Regions from separate parts of the Sus scrofa genome. Here all the other regions are linked to region 1. The links are chromatin contacts, called in public HiChIP or PLAC-seq maps. All regions are on one chromosome and are shown on one strand. Each heading gives the region's core, a stretch centred on a gene start, on an enhancer-like site or on the middle of the called end of the contact. The rest is flanking DNA. Distances are from core to core; before and after follow the strand shown.

Region 1 (6,275 bases), core at 1,407-3,906:
TTTCAGAAAAGGGGGGTGGTGCTCCTATAGGTTGGATACATGCTGACTGCATGGCCGTCATGTAGGGCTGGTGGTAGCCTCTATGGTACTTTTAGAAATGAGAGATCTCAGGCGACATGGGGCTTTCTAAATTAGGATTAGTAAAAGATGACCCCTTCGGGCAGACAAAGTAGAGAAAAAGATCAACCTCCTGGCGGATGCAGCCCTTTGCAGGGCATAACGCTTGGTGGGGAGAGGACGGGCTGAATTTCAGGCTCACTTCACCTTGGCCTAGCACATTTATGCCCTGCTGCCATTGCTAGCAGAAGCTGTCCTGCCTGCTGTTGTTGCTACCTTGTGGACACCAGGGGGCAGCCAAGTACATAAGTTGCATCTTCCCCTGGGCCCCCATGGCAGGACCTGATGTGCCCAGCCGATGTGGGACAGCCTTCACATCCAGATAAAATCTGTTAGCTCCCAGGAGCGCCTGGGCTCAGCTGATCTGGGTAATTCACTGCACATTGATAATTTGAGACTTTGAAGAATTGGGCTGCCAGTTCATTTTGCCCCACTGGGGGTACCTAGTGCTTCAGGAAGCCACACTAACTCTGTTTCCCACAGACTTGATTATGTCTTAACAGGTGGAGCCACAGAATGTTTCTTTGAGCAGTTTGGAAATCTGAAAAATTCTAGCCTAGGCCACATCGTACAACCAAAATTCCAATATATTTTCTGTTTGCTAAAAAAGGTCTTACCGTATGGCCTTTCTGTCAATAAGGAGACAAAGAATATATATATATATAGTGTGTATGTGTGTGTGTGTGTGTGTGTGTGTGTGTGTGTGTATGTATATAGATATATATTTTTTTGGTAGCACCTACAGCACATGGAAGTCCCCAGGCCAAGGATCAAACCTGTGCCACAGCAGTAACCAGAGCCACAGTAGTGACAACAACCAGATCCTTAACCCCACTGTGCCATGAGGGAACTCCCTGAATATGATTTATGCAGTGTTCCCTTAGAACTTTTAGAACCCAGTGTTTCCAGTCATAATAGCATCTGAGAAGTCTGGGATTTTTTTTTTTTTTGTCTTTTGTCTTTTTAGGGCCACACACGCGGCATATGGAGGTTCCCAGGCTAGGGGTCTAATCACAGCTGTAGCTGCTGTACGCCAGAGCCACAGTAATGCCGGATCCTTAACCCACTGAGCAAGGCCAGGGATCGAACCCACAACCTCATTGTTCCTAGTCGGATTCGTTAACCACTGAACCACCACAGGAACTCCTTGAGAAGTCTGAGTCTAGTGGGTTCCCTTGTTAATCTGAGGTGGTGGCCCCAATGGTGGCGAGCGGAGAGTATAAGCAGTGCTTCTGAGTGGGGACTAGGTGGTCTCTGGCATCTCCAGCCTTAGGGAGCAGGTCAGCTCTGTCTAAGGGGATGGGCAGAAGGTGAGTGTGTGAGGCTGTGGGGAAACTAAGAGAATTTGAGAGCGCTTGCCGACATCCAGATGGGGGGACCTGGCCAAAATGGGGGGTGGAAGCAGGAGCCAACCTGTTGAGTCAATCTGGTCATAGAGAACTAAGGTGGGTGCCAATAAGATTGCTGCAGTGGAGCTGAAAGAGGCAAATAAGAACTCAGGTTGCACTTCCCATTGTGGCTCAGAGGGTAAAGAACCTAGTGTCCCTGAGGATGAGGGTTTGATGCCTGGCCCTGCTCAGCAGATTAAGGATCTGGCGTTGCCACAAGCTGCAGCATGGGTCACAGATGTGGCTCGGGTCCCGCGTTGCTGTGACTGTGGTGTAGACCGGCAGCTGCAGCTCCAATGCAGCCCTTAGCCTGGGAACCTCCATATGCCACGGGTACAGCTCTAAAAAAAGAGAAAAAAAGAAAAAGAAAGAAAGGGAGCATCCAGTACCCCAGCTGGGCTGTTAACACTTATATTCCAATGGACAGACTAAGCCTAGTTAATGGGACCAGGGTGGGGTGAATAACAACGCGTCCTGTACTTTCCCTCCAGGCTGTAATAGGACTCTCTGTCCTGTGTGGAGGGGGTAGCGGACTTGCTCTGCCTTGTGCCCTGACAAGATGTTCTGCACGTTCTACCCCCCAGGATAAATGTCCATGGGTGGGTAGCCTGGCACTCCGAATTGTTCTTATTAAGAACGTGTGTAGGAGTTCCCGTTGTGGCTCAGTGGTTAACGAATCCGACCAGGAACCATGAGGTTGCGGGTTCGATCCCTGGCCTTGCTCAGTGGGTTAAGGATCTGGTGTTGCTGTGAGCTGTGGTGTAGGTCACAGTCGCATCTCGGATCCTGCGTTGCTGTGACTCTGGTGTCGGCCGGTGGCTATAGCCCCGATTCGACCCCTAGCCTGGGAACCTCTCTATGCCACGGGAGCGGCCCTAGAAAAGTCAAAAAGACAAAAAAAAGACCAAAAAAAAAAAAAAAAAAAAAAAGAACGTGTGTAATGGGCTTCAAACCATGAAGACACAAAGGTTTTCTCTGGCTGTGCAGCCTCTGATGAGGTCTGACTTTCCAATAAAGGGCAGCAGCCGCTGGTCATATTTCTCCATCCTGGAAATTCTAGTGACAGTTTTAGGGAAATTTAGGGTGTGGAGGTTGTGGTCCAGGAAGTGAGAAGGAGGGTGGATTTCCTGTTGTGTCACCCCCTCTTACAGCATCATGGTGTATCTGGGGACTTGGCTAGCATTGAGTATTTCTTTGCTCCATTGATTGCAGCGCAAAGCTATAGCGGGTCCAAAGAGGATGAAGGGGACTTGGGCTTCCTTTCCAAAGAAACTTGGGTAAAAGAGTGATCTGCTTCTGCAGGAAGAGTAGCTCCCAAGATTGCTTGTGGTGTGGGTTTGTTTTCCCTCGGTGTGTGAAAACACTGGCTTTATCTATGTTTACTGCCCTCCACCCACCGAAAACGTTCTATCTCAATATGAACTCGTCTTCCTTCCCCTTTCCAAGGAGGCTCTTCTCAAGTTCCCCTCTCAGCAGCTGTCTCACTTCCTTTTAGATGTTCCCACCCAGCAGTGGCCACATTGCACTTTGATGAAAGAAAGAATGGGTAACCTTAACTGACCTCCTCATTGGGGCTCAAAGCTGCCTGGGCCCCCTCCCCCACCAAGGTCAATCAGCAATGTCACCAGGACCTATGTGTCTGCAACTGATGGGAACCCTTGGAGAGAGACTTGCCCAGAACATGGTTCCCTTTTGCACCTGAGAACCCTGACGAGTCTCAACCCCTTGCTGATGACATGACGATGAGCAAGAAGCAGATGTGGTATTTGAACAGAGGTCTTTTGATCAAAAATCTAGGGCTTGTTCTGTGACACTGGAGGCTTTATGAACAAGAGGCACTCAATTAATATTCCTTGAGAGGCAGTATATATAACGCAGTGGTTAAGATCCCCGCTTCTGACAACTGTTTTTATCCTAATGTGTGATAAAATGTACACAATATAAAATTTGCTATTTTAGGGAGTTCCCGTTGTGGCTCAGCGGTGACGAACCTGACTAGTATCCATGAGGACGCGGGTTCTATCCCTGGCTTTACTCAGTGGGTTAAGGATCCAGCTTTGCGGTGAGCTGTGGTGTTGGTCACAGACGTGGCTCGGATCTGGGGTTGCTGTGGCTGTGGGGTAGGCTGGCAGCTGCAGCTCACAATGGACCCCTAGCCTGGGAACTTCCATATGCTGTGGGTGTGGCCCTAAAAGGTTAAAAAAAAATTTGCTATTTTAACCATTTGCAAGTATACAATTCAGTGACATTAAGCATATTTGCAATGCTGTGCAACAATCATGAGGAGCCATTTCCAGAACTTTTCCACCATCCCAGCAGGATCTCTGTACTGCCAACTGGTTTCGAACTTAGGTTCTGCCACTTGGCAACTGTACAAGTTGGTAAACTTGTACCAATTCCTCAGGTGACGTCAATTTCCTCATCTATAAGATGAGGGTAATAATAACGCTTCTTCAAAGTACTGTCGTGTGTGTGTTCGTGTGTGTGTGTGTGTGTAAGACAAATACACATCGTAGTCATCATTGAGATGAATTGGTAATGTCGCTTGAATGGTTAATTCATTCATGTTTATTTCATATTTCTTAGTGGCTTGAGCCACCAGGCGGCAGGGCTAAGACTCAGACTCAAGTTAGCTTGACTTCAGGGCTTCTGTCTCTACTGCTCGTACTGTGAGGATTAACCGAGATAAGGCGGGTTCAGTGCCTGCCACGTCGCAGTGCCTCAACCAGCGGCAGCTATTTTATTGTTATCAGTATTATCTTTACTGTTAATCAAACGGAGATCGAAACTCATGCCTCCTTTACCTCTAAGGTGATGGAAATCTTCCAAACAGCAATAAAATTTTTTCTACCCTGGAGCAGAAGAAAGAGGCGGAGAGCCTCTTTGATATGTATGTACGACTAACCACATACGCCTGCCACCTAGCAACTGTCACCCTGGAGGATGCCCGTTTCCTGCTCCATTTGTCCTGCATGGCAGGCCCAGGGCCTGGAGCCTGGCAGGGTGGGCGGTGACAAGGACCAGCTGCCAACAGATGAAGGAGAATGAAGGGGGAATCCCGTTCAACCACTGCCTCCTGCAGCTGCTCTCGACTCTCCTTGCAGGATCCCCCAACCCCTCCCAACAGTACAGGGCGGTGGACACGTGGCCTTGAAAGAGAGGACAGAGAACCCTATCCTACTCCGCCAGTCCTGCTGGCCCTGGAGTTCCCTCCCCCTCCCCCTCTGGCTGATTCAGGCTTAGTCTCCCAGGCTGGCCGGGGCTGAGGGGACGGAAAGGGGAGAAGGGAGTCAGGATGGGAGAAAGTAGGGGGACTCTGGGCTCAGTTTCTTTCTTCTTGCTCATTTCCCAGCCCTCATCCAGGGCTTTTCCTCTAAATCCACAAGCCTATTTTCTCCCTTAAAATATATTCTTTCTTTCTTTCTTTCTGCCTTTCTTTCTTTCCTTCTTTCTTTCTGCCTTTCTTTCTTTCTTTCTTTCTTTCTGCCTTTCTTTCTTTCTTTCTTTCTTTCTTTCTGCCTTTCTTTCTTTCTTTCTTTCTTTCTTTCTTTCTTTCTGCCTTTCTTTCTGCCTTTCTTTCTTTCTGCCTTCCTTCCTTCCTTCCTTCCTTCCTTCCTTCCTTCCTCCTTCCTTCCTTCCTTCCTTCCTTCTCTTTCTTTCTTTCTTTCTTTCTTTCTCTCTCTTCCTCTCTTCCTCTCTTTCTCCTTCTCTCTTTCCTTTCTTTCAAATTCCCAAGCCAGGGATCAAACACACACCACAGCAGTGACCCGAGTCACGGCAGTGACAAAGTCAAATCCTTAACCTACTGAGCCACCAGGGAACTCCCAGAAACCTATCCCAGGGTCCTTTCCCCAGCTACTTGCAAACTTTCAACCTGTTGGACTCGCCTCTCCATTTTCACCCCCTCACCTGGCCTCGCCTAGGTCATTGTGCAGCTCCAAGCAGGGGCTGGGAGAAGGAGGTGGTCCCTGGACTTGCTCACAAGGAAGGCCTGGAGTCCTCAAGTGACATGTCTGAATTCTTCCCTAACACTCTGGCTCCACAGGAGGGGTTATTTGCCATTTCTGAGCCACATCTTGTGTATTCCTATTTCCATGCCTTTGTTTCTCTTGTCCCATCTCCTCCACACTCTACCCTCGCTACTGGATCCTTCATCTCAAATGTCAATGCTTTTGTGAACTGGAGTTTGGCCCTTGCCAGCAGCCTCTACATGGATTAAATCTTTTTTTTTTTTTTTTTTTTTTTTTGGTCTTTTTGCCATTTCTTGGGCCGTGCCCGCAGCATATGGAGGTTCCCCGGCTAGGGGTCTAATCGGAGCTGTAGCCGCCGGCCTATGCCAGAGCCACAGCAACTCAGGATCTGAGCCGTGTCTGCAACCTACACCACAGCTCACGGCAATGCCAGATCATTAACCCACTGAGCAAGGGCAGGGAGCAAACCCGCAACCTCATGATTCGTTAACCACTGCGCCACGATGGGAACTCCCAACATGGATTAAATCTTGAGCCACTGCAGCTGCCGACCCTCAGCACCCCCTGAGCAGAGCACAGGGTGGAGAGCAGGAGCAAGGTGCTCTGTTGCTCTGGGAAAACTGGAAGAACAGGTCTTCCGAGAGTCAGATATTTTTAGGAGAAGATTTTGTGCGCCCAACACCTGCATCTCCTCCTAGCTAGAAAAACACTAGAACCCTTCATGGTGTTGTCTGCTCCTTGTGACTAGTAGTAACCTTCACCAGACCAGCAACGAATTTTTGTAAAATGCATGCCTGGG
Region 2 (6,275 bases), core at 2,092-4,591, 220 kb after region 1:
CATTTAAGATCTTTTACCAACTTTCAGGCATGCAATACAGCCTTGTTAACTAGTTACCATACTGTACATTGGATATCTAGGTTTTTTTTTTTTTTTTTTTTTTTTTTTTTGTCTTTTTAGGGCCGTACCCGTGCCTTTTGGAGGTTCCCAGGCGAGGGGTCAAATCAGAGCTGTTGCTGCCAGCCACAGCCACAGCCACAGCAACGCCAGATCCAAGCCGTGTCTGTGACCTACACCACAGCTCACGGCAATGCCAGGTCCTTAACCCACTGAGCGAGGCCGGGGATTGAACCCACAACCTCATGGTCCTAGTCGGATTCATTTCTACTGCACCAAGACGGGAACTCCTGGATCTCTAGACTTTTTCAAATGGAAGTTTGTACCCTTTGACCAACATCTCCCCATTTCTTCCACTCCCAGACCCTGGCAACCACCAGTTTACTCTGTTGCTATGGGTTTGGCTTTTTTAGGTTCCACATAGAAATGAGATCATGCAGTATTTGTCTTTTTCGGTCTCACTTTTTTGACTTAACATAATGCAAGGGATGGCTCTGCTGTCCTCATTTGTGAATGGTTCTATTCTAATATTGAAAGGGCATCCATAGAGTTCTTCATTGTAACACAACTGAGTTTACATTAATTGCTATTTTAAATATTTAAAACTAGCTATTTATAAATAGGTATGCTATACTTAACAAATCTTGTTAATTTGTGCTAAGCAATGCCAAGAAAACATTTAGTCATGGTCAGGGCTGTTTTGCTTTGTTTATTTAGTTTTTTTTTCTGTTTTGTATATATTAGCTTGGGAGTCAGTATATCCCAAACCTAGTCCTACATCTAATTTTCCAAGGAGCTGTGAGCAAGAATCCTATTTTTTGTTATCTTAGCTTCTTTTAAAATGGAATAGAAATGACTAAATTATAGGGACAAAAGAATTTTAAGAATCTGTAAAACTCTGCCATGCTGTAAGAGTTACAAGGTAGTAGTAAAAAACCATCAGGATTAGATTAACACAGTTGAATGCTTGGTTCTATTTGAGAATAACTGAAAATATTTGAGAGAAAAGAATTTTTAGGGAGTTCCCATCGTGGCTCAGTGGGTTAAGGATCTGGCGTTGCCATGAGCTGTGGTGTAGGCTGCAGACGCAGCTCGGATCCTGTGTTGCTGTGGCTGTGGTGTAGGCCGGTGGCTACTGCTCTGATTCGACCCCTAGCCTGGGAACCTCCCCGCGGCCCAAGACATGGCAAAAAGACAAAAAAATAAAAATAAATAAAATAAAAAAATAAAAAGTTATCTTTATATGACAGATGAATGAATTTTTTACACTCTAGTTAATGTTTTTAGTGTACAGAACTGAAGAAGCCTCTGTGTTTGTCCTTAGTATTTTTAAGGGAAATTAATGATATAATAAAGTAAATATCTCCATTATACTAAAGACTTTTACCTAAGATATTATAAACAGGGTATTTTCAACTAAAGACCGTCTCAGTGTTGGTGCGGTTCCTTTCTGATTATTTAATATGTTGCTTCTTACCTTTTAGGAAATCATGGATAGAATTTATAAGAATGTTATGAGCAAAGTCCAAGAGATGAATTATATTCAGAAAACTCTGTTCAAGATAGGGTATGATTACAAATTGGAACAGATCAAAAAGGGATATGATGCCCCACTTTGCAATCTGTAAGTATATCTTATAGATTCTATAGTTTGAGCCTTTAGATCTTTTCGTGTTTTTACATTTGGAAGATGAATAAGCACATGGCAAGGTAATTACCACCAGCGTTGAATTTCTCTTTTTTTCACTTCTAAGCCTCATTGCTTGTGTAGCAGGCACAGGACCTTGAACTCTGATCTTGGCAATTTAACACATTTTAATAATTGAGAATGTTTTAAAAATTTAATTAAAAAATTTGGTCTCATGAAGAAAAACTACAACGGACTCTTGTGTCAAGACAATTGAGTTTTAAAAAGTGATTTTTCAAGATTTATTTTGCACAAAGCTTTCTGACTTATTGTAGTCACAAAATAACATATTAGGGGTATGAATATAAGTTATTTTAAATGTGGTGCTGGAGAGTCAGGATGGGGAAGTGTTTTCATTGGATGGGAAATAAGATAGATGACTAAATGTTCCAAGGATAACTACAGTTTTTCCATTGACATCATCATTTTCTTTCATCTCCTGTGTGTCAAAGTAGTTTCCCAACACGGCATTTTTCTTTTTGCATTTTTAAGAGTTTTCCTGACTTTTCTCCTAAGGTGTTACTAGTGGTCTCTTTGTTAACCTCTCATTATCGCAATGGTCCTAAAGTGTAGATGTTTGACCCAAGTTGAGAAATCTTTTCCAGAGCCTGTAAATTAGTATGTCACCAAAAATAATCTATGCATATATTCAAATCATTTATTTCCCCCCCCTTTTATCAAGGCTACTGTTTAAAAAGGTGAAGGCTTTGCTAGGAGGGAATGTCCGTATGATGCTGTCTGGTGGAGCACCCCTGTCTCCGCAGACACACCGATTCATGAATGTCTGCTTCTGCTGCCCGGTTGGTCAAGGCTATGGATTGACAGAATCGTGTGGCGCTGGCACGGTTACTGAAGGTAAGCATTTTTAACAGGGCAAATACTTCTATATTAGTTGCTACTGGCAAAGCCAATTTGCTTTGCCTTTGGGAACCATGGTAACTTTCTACCTCTTAAGTTACATCAGAGTCAATGCAAATCTGCGTAGTTTTAGTTTTGGAAATGTTTACTTGATTGTGTGTACCTTTTATTTTTTATTTTTTGCTTTTTTATTTATTTATTTTTTTTAGGGCCGCATCTGCGGCATATGGAGGTTCCCAAGTTAGGGGTTGAATCGGAGCTGTGACTGTTGGCCTACACCACAGCCATAGCAACGCAGGATCCGAGCCATGTCTGTGACCTACACTGCAGTTCACGGCAATGCCAGATCCTTAACCCACTGAGCGAGGCCCGAGATCGAACCTGCGTCCTCATGGATCCTAGTCAGATTCATTTCCACTGAGCCACAATGGGAACTCCGTGTACTTTTTATTTTTAAGCCTCGTAAATATTTATGCCAAATTGTCAGTCCTCAGAGTTCTGTCACCCTGGTCTTTTAATCTTCTCTAAGTGATCACTTCTGTGGAGAACTGAACTCTTAGAATAAAGTATCACTTTTGTCCTCCTTCTCAAATCTATATTCCTGCCCTAAGTTCTTGTTTGCTTTCTCTTCTGTTGTTTTCAACAGTCTATAGCAGGGTTTCTCAATGCTGACACTCTTGAAATTTTGAGCCAGATAATCCTTGATTGTTGGGTCTTTCTGGCACACTGTAGGATGCTTAGCCACAAGATAGCAGCTAGATAATGTGGCAATGAAATATATCTCCAGACATTGCCAAATATGTCCTCAAGGGCAAATCACCCTGGATTGTGAAACAGTGGGGTATAAAGTAATTTTCATTTCATCATCTCACTTTTACTTTAACCTCATGTACAAAGTCAAGGCCATTATCCAAAAACCGTCTCTCCATTGCCAAATTGTTTGTGACAGTGTTATTACCATTCCTCAAGTCATTCAAGGCATTGACTTTGAAGTCATCTGATTTTTTAATAGCTTTAACTTTCATCAGATCCTCCCATTTTTTCGTTGGCTTTCTCCCTCCCCTGCCTGCCACCTTTGGCATCTGACATTTTACTACTTCACACTGCTCTGAGGTAACAGCCTTTCAACTGCTTAGGATTCATCGATGTCACTTAGGATTCATCCTGTATTCTTCTCTTAGACAACAGCCACCTCAAACACGGCTCCATACCTGATGAACCTAGCTTTCAAGAGGTCTCTAACCTGGCACCATTGTGTCTGTTCTTCATAATTTCCCTCCTGTGTACACAGCTGGGTTCTTCTCTCCAGACAAGCCAATCTTCTTGCTCTTGTATTTTCTTTCTTTCTTTTTCCTTTTTCTTTTTTTTTTTTTTTTTTTTTTTTTGTCTTTTTGCCTTATTCTAGGGCCGCTCCCGTGGCATAGGGAGGTTCCCAGGCTAGGGGTCGAATCGGAGCTGTAGTCACTGGCCTACGCCAGAGCCCCAGCAATGCGGGATCCGAGCCTCGTCTGCAACCCACACCACAGCTCATGGCAACGCCGAATCCTCAACCCACTGAGCAAGGCCAGGGATCGAACCTGCAACCTCATGGTTCCTAGTCGGATTCGTTAACCACTGTGCCATAAGGGGAACTCTGCTCTTGCATTTTCTGTTTCTTTCTTTTGGAAGGTCCTTTTGGCTGTCCAATCACGGCCATCTTCTTGTGTGCAACTCTTCAATTAGGTCTTTCTCAGCTATTTCATTTTACATTGTTCTTTCTAGTCTTTAAGGGGCTACTGTGCTCACCAGCAGTACCATGCAGGTTAGAATTTAAATGTGCTCTAAATTATTGCACATACTTTTCTCTCCAGGTTGTTTCTTTCCAGCTCATGGAGGGCAGTGTCTCCTTACCTTTAATGTGTTTTCCTCACAATGTTTAATGTAATGCTAGGTACAGAATAGGTTGTCCGTAGATATTTGCTCATTGCTGGCAATCACCACAAACTACAAAAGGATGATATCAGCACCATTGTCCTGTTTGATAACAGCCACTAACATTTTTTTTAATTTTTATTACTCAAATGAATTTATCACATCTGTAGTTGTATAATGATCATCACAATCTGATTTCACAGGATTTCCATCCCACAGCCCAAGCACATCCCTCCACCCCCCCAAACTGTCTCCTCCAGAGACCATAAGTTTTTCAATGTCTGTGAGTCAGCATCTGTTCTGCAAAGAAGTTCAGTCTGTCCTTTTTTCAGATTCCACGTGTCAGTGAAAGCATGTGATGTTGGTGTCTCATTGTCTGACTGACTTCACTTAGCATGATCGTTTCTAGGTTCATCCATGTTGCTATAAATGCTGGTATTTCGTTCTTTTTAATGGCTGAGTCATATTCCATTGTGTATATGTACCACATCTTCTTGATCCACTCCTCTGTTGATGGGCATTTAGGTTGTTTCCTTGTTTTGGCTATTGTAAACAGTAACAGCCACTAACATTTATGGAACACTTTGTTTTTGCCAAGAAGTATTAAGCACTGTCCACAGATGATCTCATTTAGCCCTCACAGCATGCCCCTAAAAGAAATTGGTTCTGTTATTACCCCCATTTAGCTAGATTAGGAAATGGAGGCTTAGAGAAATTAAGTAACTTGTCCAGCCAATGAGTTGTAGCAGAGGAATTCCAATCGAAATCTGTCTTACCAGAATCCTAGGTAGAGAACGGTGGATCCAGCTCTCTTCCTTTGACAGAGATTTTTGTGCTTAATTATCCAAAATATAGCCGTGAGAAGCCAAAATGATGTACCAACATTGGAAGCAATTGCACTGTTCAAATGAAGCTGACTATTGAAAAACGATCACGCTTTGCACTCCTCTCTCTATGGCCTCTTCTTTTGTCATCTTTCAGAATCTGGCTCTAACTCCAGGATTCCTGTTAACGCCCTCGTGCAGGTCTGAAACATGATATACTAACTGATATCTTTGTTGCTCTTCTCCCTGTAGTTACTGACTATACCACTGGCAGAGTTGGAGCCCCTCTTATTTGCTGTGAAATTAAGCTAAAAGACTGGCAAGAAGGTAAGCATTTTATGTCAAGCTCTAGTGTTTCTAGATATGCTAAAAAGCACTGTGAGCCTCTAGACTTACTTTTTTTTTTTTGAACGTGTTAGGTTGTCTGCGGTAGCAAGCACATCTTTGCTGTTGCTTGTTCCTTGTGCTTTCTTTTTTCATTGGAACATCATTAGGTTCCTAAAAGGAAAAGAACGTCTTTAGAATCGAGGCATGATGATTCTGAATTTGGGAATACTTGATGGTGAAAAGGAAAAAAATTCTTAGTGGGGCATTGCCTGCGTTTGGAGAAGGATATACATCCTATCCTTTGAAGCTCAGATTTCCCAGTGAGGAGGTTTGGTCTGGGAAGTGAAGTCCCAGATTTTCGGGGGACAGAATGACTAATCTCTCTCTCTCTCTCCTTCCCATACACACACACCCTGACTTCTTAGCTCTTGACCCCAGCAAACATTTTATGGTTGAGAATCAACTGTCCATCTATTCGTATAGTTTAATCAATTGTCTAGCTATTCGTATAGTTTAATCAATTGTCCACCTATTTGTGTAGTTTAATCAGTTGTTCAGCTATTTGTATAGTGTCTCAAAAGGTGAGCCACTGAGAGGAAATTTCTGCTTTC
Region 3 (6,275 bases), core at 2,674-5,173, 190 kb after region 1:
CTTGTTAGCTGCTCAGATACTGTTTTGCTCCCTGGTTTTTGGTGAGTAAGGCTTTCTCAGTGCTGCCTCATTCCCTAATTGAAAGATGATAAGCTGAAGATGCTGTATTATCCCCTTTTTTTTTTCAGGCCTTCAGGTGATTATTAAGTGGAAACAAACCATGTTATGTGCTTCAGTCTGTTTAAAAATTTGCTATGCTAAGGATTTCCAGCTTCCTTATGTTGCAAAAGCTTGCATATCCATGAAAGTGAAAAATATGATTAGAATTTGCATTATAATTTTAGCCAGATCATCCCTATTCCTGATCATCTGTACATAGAACCTGCATGGTGATAATCTGCTTAGTTTTTTTATATCACATTATTTCTTCAATTTATTTTCATAGAATGACTTTAAGAGGAGGATGCTATTTTATCGAGAGGGGGCCTGGAAAAGAGGCGCGTGCAGGGTCAGTTTTTGCTGTTGCATAGCGAAACTTAATTAGGCTAGGTTAGGAAATGTGATTTGGTTATGTTTTATCTACTGGGCAGCTGTTGCTTGCTTGCTTTTTTATGATGAAAGAAATGGCCTTTAAGGTTATAGGCACTGAGAAAAATTATGTCTGTCTTTTGTATTAAAGAATAACCGAGAGTTGCTTTGTCCTGCCCAATTGATTGAGGGCTCTGAGACTGCAGATGAGCCAAACATTGGTGCTGGGGCTCTCATCTAGTCGAGAGAGCCCTCACACGCTTCGAATTATCCGCTACAACATCTCCCTTCTTAGGACCAATGACCAAGCCTCAAGTCTCCTTTGCAAACATTCACTGGTGAAATTATTTGTCAAATTATGCAAACCACGGGATAGTTTTGTATCCCCTCCCCACCACCTATAGATAGTTACATGATGTCATAGAAGGTTGGTTTTTGTTTGTTAGTTTTCTGAATTAATCTGTGGGGGAAATACATACATTTGCTTAAGAAATAGGAAGTGTTTCTTCCCCAGCAATCTCTTTTTGAGCTCTCAGGACTTTTCTTTTAATATGTACATGCAGGGAGTTCCCGTTGTGGCTCAGTGGTAATGAACCCGACTAGTATCCATGAGGATGCAGGTTTGATTCCTGGCCTCGTTCAGTGAGTTAAGGACCCAGTGTTGCCATGAGCTGTGGTGTAGGTCACAGACGCTGCTCACATCCTGAGTTGCTGTGACTGTGGCGTAGGCTGGAAGCTGCAGCTCCAATTTGACCCCTAGCCTGGGAACTTCCCTATGTTGTGGGTGCGGCCCTAAAAAAAAAAAAATGCACATGCAAAGTTTTCTCCTCTTGGTGTTAATATCAAATGCTAGCCTTCAGAGGAAAAAGGAGAAAATGTTAAATAGCTGCACCTTCTGTTTATAAATAATCTTTTTTTTGTTTATAAATAATCTTAACCACTTGTATTCACATAGGTACTGATACTGTAGCCAACATCCCCCCCCCCCAAAGTAGATTATGGATATTAACTTCATGAAACAAGAGGCATACTGAGTTCATGATAGGTCTGGGTATAAACCATTCTTTCCTTCATCCTTTTAGTGGTAGCAAAGGAGAAAATTAACTGAGTTAATACTGGCTAGTATGTGTGGTGATATGGATGTTTGTTTTATAACTTCCATTGGGGTGTCTAGATTTAAAAATTTTTTGAATGTTATTCTCATAATCAATATGCAAATAGTACTGAGTACTACTGGATGGATATAAAATTGAAGCATAATATCATGCCCAGGGATGTTGAAATGTAAGTAAACAGTATCGAATTACTGAAGGATCTTATTTTAGTGTTTTGAGTATTCAGATGGTAGTTTTTTTCCTGCATCGACCAAAATAGGTACTGAACCTTCCATAGTGTATAGATCTTAAAGAACATCACAAGACTGATGAAAAATACCTCTCATTTCTCCTTAAACCAGTGCTGTATTCAAATTTGGAAAGAGCTTTGCATTGTTTAAAGGAAATTGTTCGTTTTTTGGTTTTCATGCGAAAATGGCTGGGTTCCTGCAGGCACGGAGGGCAGGGATGACTAGTCGGTCTCGTTGGCTCGTCTCCTGTAGTCAGACTTTGTCTCTGAACTTGGCTCCTCTCCTGACTGTGGGAGACTTAAGAAGGACAAATGAAACCATTAAGATCACGACTCCTGCTACTTGTCATTTTTAAAAGTTTTAATTATATATTTTTATTGAGCTATGATCAATATGTAACGTTGTATAAGCTTAAGGCACACAATGGGTTGATTTGGTATATTTTTGTATTTTACAGATTACCACCTTAGCATTAGCTAACACCTCTATCATGTCACCTAACTATCATGTCTGTCTTGTGCCGAGAACATTTAAGACCTAATCTTTTAGTGATTCTCAAGTGTACAACACAGTGTTGTTGACCGTAATTACTACGCTGTGCATTAGATCCCCAGAACTTATTCATCTTCTGGGTGGAACCTTGAACCCTTTAACAACATCTCCCCAATTCCTCTACCACCCCAACCAGTCTCTGGCAAGCAGCATTCTACTCTCTGTTTCTTTAAGTTCAGCTTTTTTGGATTCCACATATAAGTGATATCACACCCTATTTGTCTTTCTTTATCTGGCTTATCTCACTAACTGTAATGCTCTCAGGGTCCATCTATGCTGTTGCAGAGAGCAGAATTTCCTTTTTTCTCGTGGCCAAGTATGCGCCACTGGATATATACATCACATTGTCTCCATCCAGTCGCTCCTTGGCAGACACTTAGGCTGTTTTCATGTCTTGACTATTGCGAATAGTGCTTCAATAAACATACAAGTGCATTGAAGAGATCTTTAATATCCTGTTTCATTACCTTTGCATGTATAAGCAGAAGTGGGAGCGGGATTGCTGGATCCTATGATAGTTCTATTTTTAATTTTTTTGAGGAACCGCCATGCTATGTTTTATAGTGGCCCTACCAACTTATATTCCTACCAACAGTGTGGGAGGGCTCCCTTTTCTCCACATCCTCACCAACACTTGTTATCTCTTGTCTTTTTGATGACAGCCATTCTAACAGGTGTGAGGTGCTGTCTCATTGTCGTTCTGACTTGCATTTCCCTGATGATTAGTGAGATTGGGCACCTTTTCATGTACCTTTTGGCCATCTGTATGTCTCCTTTGGAAAAGTGTCTACTCAGCCTTCTGCTTATTTATTTATTTATTTATTTTGCTTTTTAGGGCCGTACTTGCAGCATATGGAGGTTCCCAGGCTAGGGGTCGAAACGGAGCTGTAGCCACCGGCCTACGCCACAGCCCCAGCAATGCAGGACCTGAGCCACATCTGCGACCTACGCCACAGCTCATGGCAATGCCGAATCCTTAACCCACTGAGCAAGGCTAGGGGTTGAACCTGCAACCTCATGGTTCCTAGTTGGTTTCGTTTCCACTGCACCACGACGGGTACTCCGAAAGTTTCTTTTTAAAGATCTGTTCTCATGTCACTGTACCCATACATGTTGTCTTTTATTGCAGATTGAAAGCACGAACAATAGACAGGTTCTTCTTAAGAGAAAAAGAAGAAATCTGTAAGTATTTGTCCTTTAAAAATTCTAAATTTGTAATCTTGTCCGCTTTTGGAGAAAATTAAGTGACCAAACTCATAGTCATCTTTCCTCTTTATTTTGGAAAAACCCTGCCAATATTTATGTTTGTGTTAAAAAGGCAATATTTGGGAAATTAAAATAGGAAAACCTTTTGCTCTGTGCAGCTTCTAAAATTTAAACCATCTGTCACTCGTTTATGAAAGGGGAAGTGATAATTCAAATCTCAATACAGTCTTTTCCTTTTGAGTATCATCAAAAATGGAGTCACAGGTTGGAGTTTCAGTTCTGACTATGGAGGCATATAGGCTGTGGGTTTTTGACAAGCTACTTAGCTTCCCTTTGCCTCTATTTCCTCATCTGTAAACATGAGCTTAGTAGGAAGTGTCCAGGGAACAGATGGAGTTTAATCTGTAGTAGTGTCTACTTTCTCCAATAAATTGAAGCTTATTCTAGGTACTATTTCTCAAACTGATTTAAAGATATTTCTGATCTTCCAGAATCTAAGCATTATAGTACTGTCCTTCACTGAGGCACCTACTCTAGACCATAATATAGAATGAAAGGATGTAACAGAGCACCTAAAATTAGAATTTTAGTGTTTGAGCCTTAGCTCTTGAAAATTGCCTAGTCCAGGGGTTCCCAAACATTGACTTTGAGACCCGTACCCTGGCCAGTGAAGAGTTTTTACTGGCCTATGATGAAGTGAGGAAAATAAGGACTGTAGGCCATGGTATTTTTTAAAGCTCAACTTTTTTCCATTTAAAGAATTGCTTCTTATTATAAGATATATACTTCTAATTTTGGGGAATTTGACATGTTCTATATTTTATGAAATGATAGTGGTAGTAAATGATAGGTTTGGGGGATTTTTTTTTTCTTTTTATGGCCACACCTCCAGCATATGGAAGTTTCCGGGCTAGGGGTCAAATCAGAGCTGCAGCTGCCAGCCTAACCACAGGCACAGCAACGCATATTCTGAGCTGCATCTGTAACCTACACCACAGCTCACAGCAATGCTGGATCCTGAACTCACTGAGTGAGGCCAGGGGTTGAACCCATATCCTCATGGATACTAGGGTTCTTAACCTGCAGAACTACAATGGGAACTCCTGTTTTTTGTTTTTAATGTCTATACCTGTCATTGCCCTCACTGTCCTTCATTTTTAAAACTTTTACTGCTCCACGATATCTTACAATCTGAATCCAACTTTCTCATTTTACAGATGAGGAAACAACCAAGAGGTTATTTAATTTATTCCAGATCCTACAGCTCAGCAAGCTGCTGAACCAGGACTAAAACCCTGTATAGAATGCTGCCTCTCTTGTATTTCTTGTCTTCCAAGGATTGCTTTCATTATAATAGGTTATGAAATTGAAACAGTCTAGTAGTTCTTATATGCTAATGAATATTTTTGAATTCCAAGTATAAAGAAATTCAAAAAGACTCAATGTTCTTATATGTCCAAGTGCTAAAGTCTACTGATTAGCCTGCATCAGAAAAATCTTAAACATGACCAAAGGCTTTAATCAACAGACCAGAATTAGCGCTCTTTCTCTGTCTCTCTCTCTCTCTCACACACACACACACACACACACACACACATACACCCTACACAGATAGATAAAAATTTACAGTAATTGGCCCTCAGCCCATCTAGATGTGTGAGAGAAAAAAACCACCAAGGTGGAGGATTAGGAGTTGCCAAAAGCATTAGTGAGAGCATCTGGCCAGTTGTGTATAGGAGTTTACAGATGCTTAGGAGATTCCACTTCAGTTAGCATAGCTCTGCCTTGGCCTTGGCTATCCCAGAAATACACTTCAAACCTAATCCCTTTATCTCCCTTGCTTCACTCACATTTGTGAAGCATGCATGGGCCAGGTAAACAGATGAACGTGGAGAGAGAACAGAATGGAAAGTATTCCCCTTGCCTAACACGGAGACATTAACTAAAGAGTCCTTTTCCGTGGCTTCTTGTATTTGGTCACGTGTGGCTTCCTTCTTTAGTTAAAAGTCCTTCAATTTCTCAAATGTCAGGCACACCCAAAAGGAAATGTTAAGAATAAAAACACAATCTGAATTTTCTGCTGTCCTTGGAATATCTGTGCCTTTCTCTTCTTTACTAACGCAAATAATTTAAGAGTTGACGGAATGGCTGTAAGAGTTCAGTCTTCCACAGAGTTATCAGCCTTTGCGTTCTCTTATTTGTCTCAGTTATAAAGTATATTTAATACTAAAGAGCAGAGTGAGGTTGTTTTGTTTTGTTTTGTTTCCTACCACAATGCAATTTCACATTATGGTGGCCAGGTAGCTGAATGCTAGTGACTGATTTGGCCATTTTGTAAAAAATGGTTTAAGACTACATTGTCCTATAATTTTTAACCGTGTGAAGTACAGGGAAATAACGTTAACAAAGAACTAACCTATTAGGCTGGCCCCACCTCCAGCTAATGCGGAGGATAGGTCACATGGCAAAAAAGCTATGTGTTGCAAAATTCTCCCTGGAACACAAAGACATTCCTGTGGGAAGTATCACTGCTGATTTCAGATTTTTTTTTTTTTTTGTCTTTTGTCTTTTTAGGGCCACACCCGAGGCATATGGAGGTTCCCAGGCAAGGGGTTGAATTGGAGCTACAAAGGCAGGCCTGCGCCACAGCCATAGCAATGCCAGATCCAAGCCGAGTCTGCGACCTACACCACAGCTCACAGCA
Region 4 (6,275 bases), core at 2,430-4,929, 160 kb after region 1:
CTTAACCCACTGAGCGGGGCCAGGGATCGAACCTGCAAACTCATGGTTACTAGTTGGATTTGTTTCCGTTGCGCCAAGACGGGAACTCCAGGAATTTGTTTTTTAAAAGATAAAGAATGAGTTAATGAGAGACAAGGAAGTCAAGTTTCATTAAAACCCTGTTGGGATTTTGATTTAGACCACACTGATTTTATGGATGAACTTGGGAAGAATCCAGTGTTTACTGTGTCTTCCCATTCAGACTCTTTAGATGTCATTTCATTTCTTTCAGTTTTTCAACTAATTTAAAGGACAGAGAAATATACTGGAATGAAAAGAAATAGTTATCTGAAAAAAGTCATTTCTCCAAGAATGATATTAAATCTAGCTACTATGGCTTTGACCATTTTTGAAAGGAGTAGCTTAGGTTATTATTTATGTTCACAGTGAGATCATCTTTTGTCTAGGTTTCTGATTTCACCAGTTGTTTCAGACACGCCATTGAAGACAATATTTGGCTTGGTTATTGGGTCTGAAAAAAAAATAAGGTCTTATGAATGACAAAGCATAACATCACTTGCCTATGCAAATATTATTATAAAGTCTTGCTGCTTGCAGTTGGACCAAGGGGGAAATTATTATTTTACAAACATGTGAAGTATGTTTAACATGCAAAGGCTTGTTACACAGTCAATGAAGAACAGTTGTTTTCTGCCCTTCCATAAATAACTAATGCCAAGAGCAGCCTGGCTATCTGTTTCGGCTTCTTGTTACAGGAGAGTAAAATGGGCAAGGCCTAAATATCAGTACCTGCTAATAGAGCTGCCCTGAAAAATTCTGTTTGCTTTCAGTTTAATTTCCATGCTTCCAGTGCTCTTTATGTTGTATTTTGAATTGGGCAGTTGCCCTGTACATTTTCCTAACTCTTCTGCATCTTCATATGTTTCTCTCTTCTATTTTGGATCAGACTTGTAGTTCTGGGAAGGCTTTATTACCTAGGAAGCCTGATGTAGTGGCAGGCACCCTGGTCTAGGAGTCAGGAGGACTGTGGTAGGAAATCCAGGCTCTGCTACTAGTTAGTCGTATGCCTAGACAAGTTGTTTTACCTGCATCTGTTTCTCTATCTGTGAAATAGTGATAATAATCCCCTGCCTTCCTGACTAGTAAACAATGGTGCAAATGTTCTTTCTGAAATGTCAGACAGCTGGCTGGGGAAATGTTTGGCTCCTGGGTAGTCGTTCTGGAGGGTTTCTGGCAACAAGAGATTAAGCAAGGTTTGTTTTGACCCTGAAAAAGTGAAAAAAGAGCAGCTAGAAATAGTGTGGAGACACTTGGTTTCCTTTTCGGAGATGGGCTCTTCTAGCCTCTTCACCCTGGGTGTAGTTAACTGGAGAGGAAAAGGTGAGTTATGGTGGGTGCGAGAGGTAGCCAGAATAACAGCATCCTAAGTGATAAAAATGGTGAAAATTCAACTAGTTTCTTGGTCTGATAAATATCTCTTTATATTTATACACATGCTTATACATAGGTATGTATGTAGACCTATTCATACATACAAACAAAAACTGAGAGCCTTAGGCTCTTTCCTTTATACCTTGTAAAGCTGGAGGAACTTTAATAATCCAGCACTGACTCAGTGTTCAGAGGAAACTACCTAATTGAGAAGGTCTGGGCTAAATGACTGCTAGTAAAGAAAAATGGACCAAAGTACTCTTTTATTACATGTTCTTTCTCATCTTAGTCTGATTTATGTGCTACACTGGGTCTGTTCTGTGTCTGTGTTTTATTTATTTATTTATTTATTTATTTATTTATTTATTTCTGTCATTTTTTTTTTTTAGGGCCACACCCATGGCATAGGGAGGTTCCCAGGCTAGGGGTCAAATTGGAAGCTGCAGCTGCCAGCCTATACCACAGCCACGGAAAGGCAGGATCCTAGCCGAATCTGCAACCTACACCACAGCTCAAGGCAATGCCCGGATCCTTAACCCACTGAGCGAGGCCAGTTGATCAAACCTGCGTCCTCTGATGCTAGTCAGATTCGTTTCTGCTGAGCCATGACGGCCCCGCCTGTGTCTGTGTTTTAATTCCACCGCTAGACACCAAGTCTGTTGAGAGCGGGGATGATCATTTTCTTGATTTCATTTGTATTAACCCTGCTGTACATGACAGGGCTCTGTGCACTGTAGGTACTCCGTGAATTACAGAGCTGACAAATGATTACTTATTTCTGGTACTACCACACGATCTCATAAAATAAACATGACAATTAAACTTGTTTGAAGTCCTGAACTTTCTAGGTCACTCTCGATAAAGGAAGTTATATGTCTGCCACAGCAATGTTCATAGGCATATTATATATAAATGGGTGGGCCTGTTGGAAATGGGATGAGTAATCCCACTCAAAGAAGTAACATATAAAGGCTGTAGATTTATGCTCTCCAGTTGTGGGCCTCCAACCACCTATAGTGTCACCTGAGATGCTTAGTGAAGATTCAGACTTCACAGCCCCACTCAGATCCAGGTATCAAAGAATAAGTCTAGCCTGTAATCTGAGGTGGTCTATCCACCCCCCACACATGCAAACACACGTATGTTGTTACCTCCAGTAATTCTATGGGAAAATGGAAAATAGCAAATGAAATGACATGTCCATTCCCAGCAAGAAGAGGAAGCTAGTCCTCCATTATGTATCAAGGAACTGGAAGAATACTGGCGTTTTCTTTCTTGCGGTGATACATTCTTGGCAGTTGGTCGTGGCTCCTTTGCAATTATGGTCTGCCCCTTTTGAAGTCCCAAGACAGTTCGCCAGCATTTTATTTTTAACAACAATTTCTTGAAGGTCTTGGGAACTGTATTTGCAGGACTGGCTCAGAAGCAACGATCAGGGCCAGTAAGATGCCACAGTGCTGCGGTGACTTGTCCTTATCAGTTGTGAGCTCTTTGGCCATTACACCACCGTGGAAATGCAAGGCATAAAGTGAAAAGCCTGCATTCTTGTGATATTTCATAAACGGGGGTGACGGCAGGGGTCTCAACGCAGTGAGAGGCGAGATAAAGCGAAGACAGGCGTGAGCGCGGGCTCGGAGGAGCAGGGTGTCTTAGGCAAAGAAGGTTAAGATCTCTCGCCGAAGGGAGAACAGTCAAGTCCGAAGATGCTTATCTTGAGAGGGCAGGCTGGAAGATGACCCGAGGGCAACTTTCATTACAGGGTGGAGCCCTAAGAAGCGAGCGCAGGTGCGGGCGTGGGCCCGTTCCGCACCTCGCTGAAATCAGATAGGCGCCCGAACCTCCCGAAAACACGCTCCATCACGTTGCCTCGGGACAGGAGCTGGACCCCGCGGCAGAGCCGTTAGCCGGCTCGGCTCCCCCGCCGCACCCCCCTCCATCGCCCCCCTCCATCTCCCCCCGGCAGCCGCTAGCGACCAGCTCGGGGCTCCTCCTTTTCGGCTGACGTCGGGGCGAGCGGAGGCGGGAGCGTGGGTGGGCCGAGCGGGCCGTCGCCCGCGATTCGGCCGGCTGTGCCACACCACCGCGCGCCCCCGCTCCGCCCGCCCCTCCGGGCGCGTCTTTTCCGGGCCCGCGCCTCGCCGCGCCTCGCCCCGCCTCCGCCGGCCCTCCGGGTGCGCGCGCGCCGCTGCGGCTTTTTCTCCGGCCTCCGCGGCGCGCCCCTCCTCGAACCAGCGCTAGCGGGCACGCGGCTCCTTTCCGCCAGCTTCCCGAGTGCCCAGCGCCTGCCGGCTGCGAAGACGCCGTGGGCAGCGCCTCTGGTGAGTAACTGCAGCCCGCGAGGCTCCGGCCCCGGCACCTCTGTCCTCTGGCTGTGGCGGGGCCCCCGCTCTGGCCGTGCCACCGTCCCACACCTGAGCCCAGAAGAGGTTGAGGGGACGTTCCTGTTCCCGGAATCCGCTGGCTTGCTTCTTGAGCCCGCCCCCCTCGTCCGGGAAGATCCCTAAGTCCCGGTATCATCTCCTTTGCTGAGGTCTGGGGTCCTCGAGACCCTGGCTTGCCTCTACCTGCCGATCGCTGCCCTTCGAGGGGCAAAAGCATCTTCCTGATCGGGGTGCTAGGCTTTGCCGTGACCCTTTCCGAAGGAGCACATCAGCGACTCGCCAGACCTCCAAACGACCTTTAGGGCGCCCCTGGACCTCAGCTCCATTTTGTCCCCTTCCAGTCGCTGTCTGTCTGGGAGCTAGGGGGTCTCTCTGGCCCTGGAAGCATCCGCCCTTTGAATTTGAGGGATGCCCTAGGTTCCGATATCCTCTCAGCTTCCGGATCTTTAGGTGTGTTAGAAAACGGCTGGTTTCTAGCAGAAGCGGGCTCTTATTTTTTCCTGTTCTACCTATCTACATCCCTGTCCTCCGTGGGTGCTGTATATTTAACATTAGCTTTATTCACTTCCTCTTCCTCTCATTCGAGGGCCCTACAGAAAGAACTGTGGGTGATGTCTATCGCACAGAGGAAAATCGAGGAGAATATGATTCATTGCCTAACCCCCATTAAGGGGTTACATATTTTAAATAAGACGTCATTTCTCCTCTTGACTCCAGCATCTCCTCCTTCAAAAGGCATTTTTTTTTCACCCTCTTGAAATGACTTTGCCCTAAATCGCTCTTCACCTTAAAAAAAAAAAAAATCAATCATCGCTCTGAGAAACAACGGGGAGATGGAGAATAAGGACGAAATGGCATTTAAATGAATCTCTTTGAAAAAGCAAGCCATCTGCTTCATTGGTTAATGGTTTAATCAGCGCCTCAGTTTCCTCATTTACAAAAATGAGGATGTTGGAATGAGGGTTCCTTCTTGGGTTCTGATTTTAGGACCTCTAAATTCGCTCTTAGTAACATGTTGCTGCATAACAGAGATTGAACCTGATGAAATCCTCGTGTCTTGGTAGTTGCTTGTCACTTTAGTTTTTCTTTTGTATTGCCTCTGACTAATAGTTTTAACTGTTATTGGTACAGAAGGCTGTAAGGGGAGATTCAATGTCTGTACTGTCAATGAGCATATCAAAGATTTTAATAGTCTAAGGCCTCTTCCTTGAATTGTAAAATAGCGATGAAACCCGCTAAAAGGTGAGACCTGTAAGACTCCTCTAAGAATTAACACTCTCTCTGCCATTCAGGTGGAGGATGAAACATTAAACTGTTGGTCTACTGGCAACATAGAATGAAGTACCTTATTGTTCTGGTAGGAGAAGTGATTTGACCCTTACAAATCCACGGAAGGTTTACGCAACAATGGAAATCTTGATTACATTGGTTCCCCCCCCCCAAAAAAAAAAACCCCTACTTTAAAAAGAAGTGATTCAGATTAAGATTTTTGTTGAAGTGTTTTTTGGGGGGTTGGGGTGGGATGGGTGGAGAAAGGAGAGGCTTGCCCAGTTGAGTGGAGAAGAGAAATGAATTGGGACCCTGGAGGGGCTCTGGTTCCAGTTCCAGCACTAATTCATTATATCACCTTGGACAAGTCACTTTTCCTCTCTTCAATTTAGCTTCTGTAAAAGAGTCTTGATGTTGGTAGAACGACCCATAAAAGTCCACCAATTTGAAATATATATAAAATGCAATTTGCATTTTAAGACTGTGCCATAAATCCTTAGTTGAAGTTAAGGCAAATCCTTAGTTGTTTAGGACGTTTTTCTCTAGCATAGATCTGCATGTACTAGTTCCAGTCTACATATGCAGAATTCTTAACTCATCCTTATCAAGTGAATTACTGTAGGTGGAAATCTAGAAATTGGGGAGCATTTTATAGAAGCCAGGTATTGTTAACCTAGGCTTGCAAGTGAATTGTGTACAATACCACGCTTTATTTATTTTTAAATGTTCAAGGCTTTTAAGAAATTTGTACAGAAATGTATACATACTATCTTGTGACTGTAATTGGCTAGGCATTTGAATATGCAGGCATCTCATTCACTCATTCATTTGTTCGTTCATTCAACTTAACTCCTTCCTCCATCTGTTGCTGATTTCGTGCCAGGCCACTCGGATATGATGGTTAAGAAGACAATCCTTACCCTACAGAGTTTAATTTCATAGTCCAGGATGGTGGTGATGGTGGTGGGGGTTGTGGAGAGACAGTTTGTATGTCAGTTTATTATTTTTTTTATTAGCAATGACAATCAAATCAGGGAAATAAAATCCTGGGGAAGTTAAATCTCCACAGGGGAGGAGGAGATGATTTTATTAATTATAGCCTGTAGACTGTCTTCTTGGCATTACCCCCCTTTTTTTTCTTTCCTTGACTTTCGGTTACTGAAGCTTTAGCAAAAAGAAAAGCTTTTATTTTTC

What was found. HiChIP or PLAC-seq counts read pairs in DNA pulled down with a chosen protein or histone mark.
Region 2: an H3K27ac HiChIP or PLAC-seq map of alveolar macrophages shows a contact between it and region 1. The contact joins two enhancer-like sites. A contact is called at or near these places in 1 of 5 promoter capture datasets (liver), 18 of 47 Hi-C or Micro-C datasets (alveolar macrophages, blood, embryonic fibroblasts and 11 more) and 2 of 2 datasets of contacts at active chromatin or transcription factors (alveolar macrophages and skeletal muscle).
Region 3: a contact with region 1 is called in an H3K27ac HiChIP or PLAC-seq map of alveolar macrophages. The contact joins two enhancer-like sites. A contact is called at or near these places in 6 of 47 Hi-C or Micro-C datasets (blood, epiblast stem cells, liver and 2 more) and 2 of 2 datasets of contacts at active chromatin or transcription factors (alveolar macrophages and skeletal muscle).
Region 4: a contact with region 1 is called in an H3K27ac HiChIP or PLAC-seq map of alveolar macrophages. The contact joins the promoter of ACSL4 here to the enhancer-like site in region 1. A contact is called at or near these places in 1 of 5 promoter capture datasets (liver), 14 of 47 Hi-C or Micro-C datasets (alveolar macrophages, blood, embryonic fibroblasts and 6 more) and 2 of 2 datasets of contacts at active chromatin or transcription factors (alveolar macrophages and skeletal muscle).

What each region holds. Positions count from the first base shown.
Region 1 is chrX:89,993,517-89,999,791 of Sscrofa11.1, reverse strand. No RefSeq gene overlaps it. Among named protein-coding and RNA genes, the nearest start is that of TMEM164, 110 kb to the left of the region's middle. Within about 2 kb of position 2,656, at least 6 of the 83 cell types and tissues checked have an H3K27ac peak or open chromatin away from gene starts, as enhancers often do. A contact at or near this core is called in alveolar macrophages and retroperitoneal adipose tissue, where this site is marked.
Region 2 is chrX:89,777,342-89,783,616 of Sscrofa11.1, reverse strand. It overlaps ACSL4 (acyl-CoA synthetase long-chain family member 4), which reads left to right. Exons shown (of 16, transcript NM_001038694.1): 10 at 1,542-1,681; 11 at 2,427-2,599; 12 at 5,590-5,664. Among named protein-coding and RNA genes, the nearest start is that of KCNE5, 38 kb to the right of the region's middle. Within about 2 kb of position 3,341, at least 2 of the 83 cell types and tissues checked have an H3K27ac peak or open chromatin away from gene starts, as enhancers often do. A contact at or near this core is called in alveolar macrophages, where this site is marked.
Region 3 is chrX:89,803,494-89,809,768 of Sscrofa11.1, reverse strand. ACSL4 (acyl-CoA synthetase long-chain family member 4) reads left to right here. Exons shown (of 16, transcript NM_001038694.1): 2 at 3,495-3,547. Among named protein-coding and RNA genes, the nearest start is that of ACSL4, 31 kb to the left of the region's middle. Within about 2 kb of position 3,923, at least 3 of the 83 cell types and tissues checked have an H3K27ac peak or open chromatin away from gene starts, as enhancers often do. A contact at or near this core is called in alveolar macrophages, where this site is marked.
Region 4 is chrX:89,835,012-89,841,286 of Sscrofa11.1, reverse strand. It overlaps ACSL4 (acyl-CoA synthetase long-chain family member 4), which reads left to right and starts at 3,679. Exons shown (of 16, transcript NM_001038694.1): 1 at 3,679-3,749.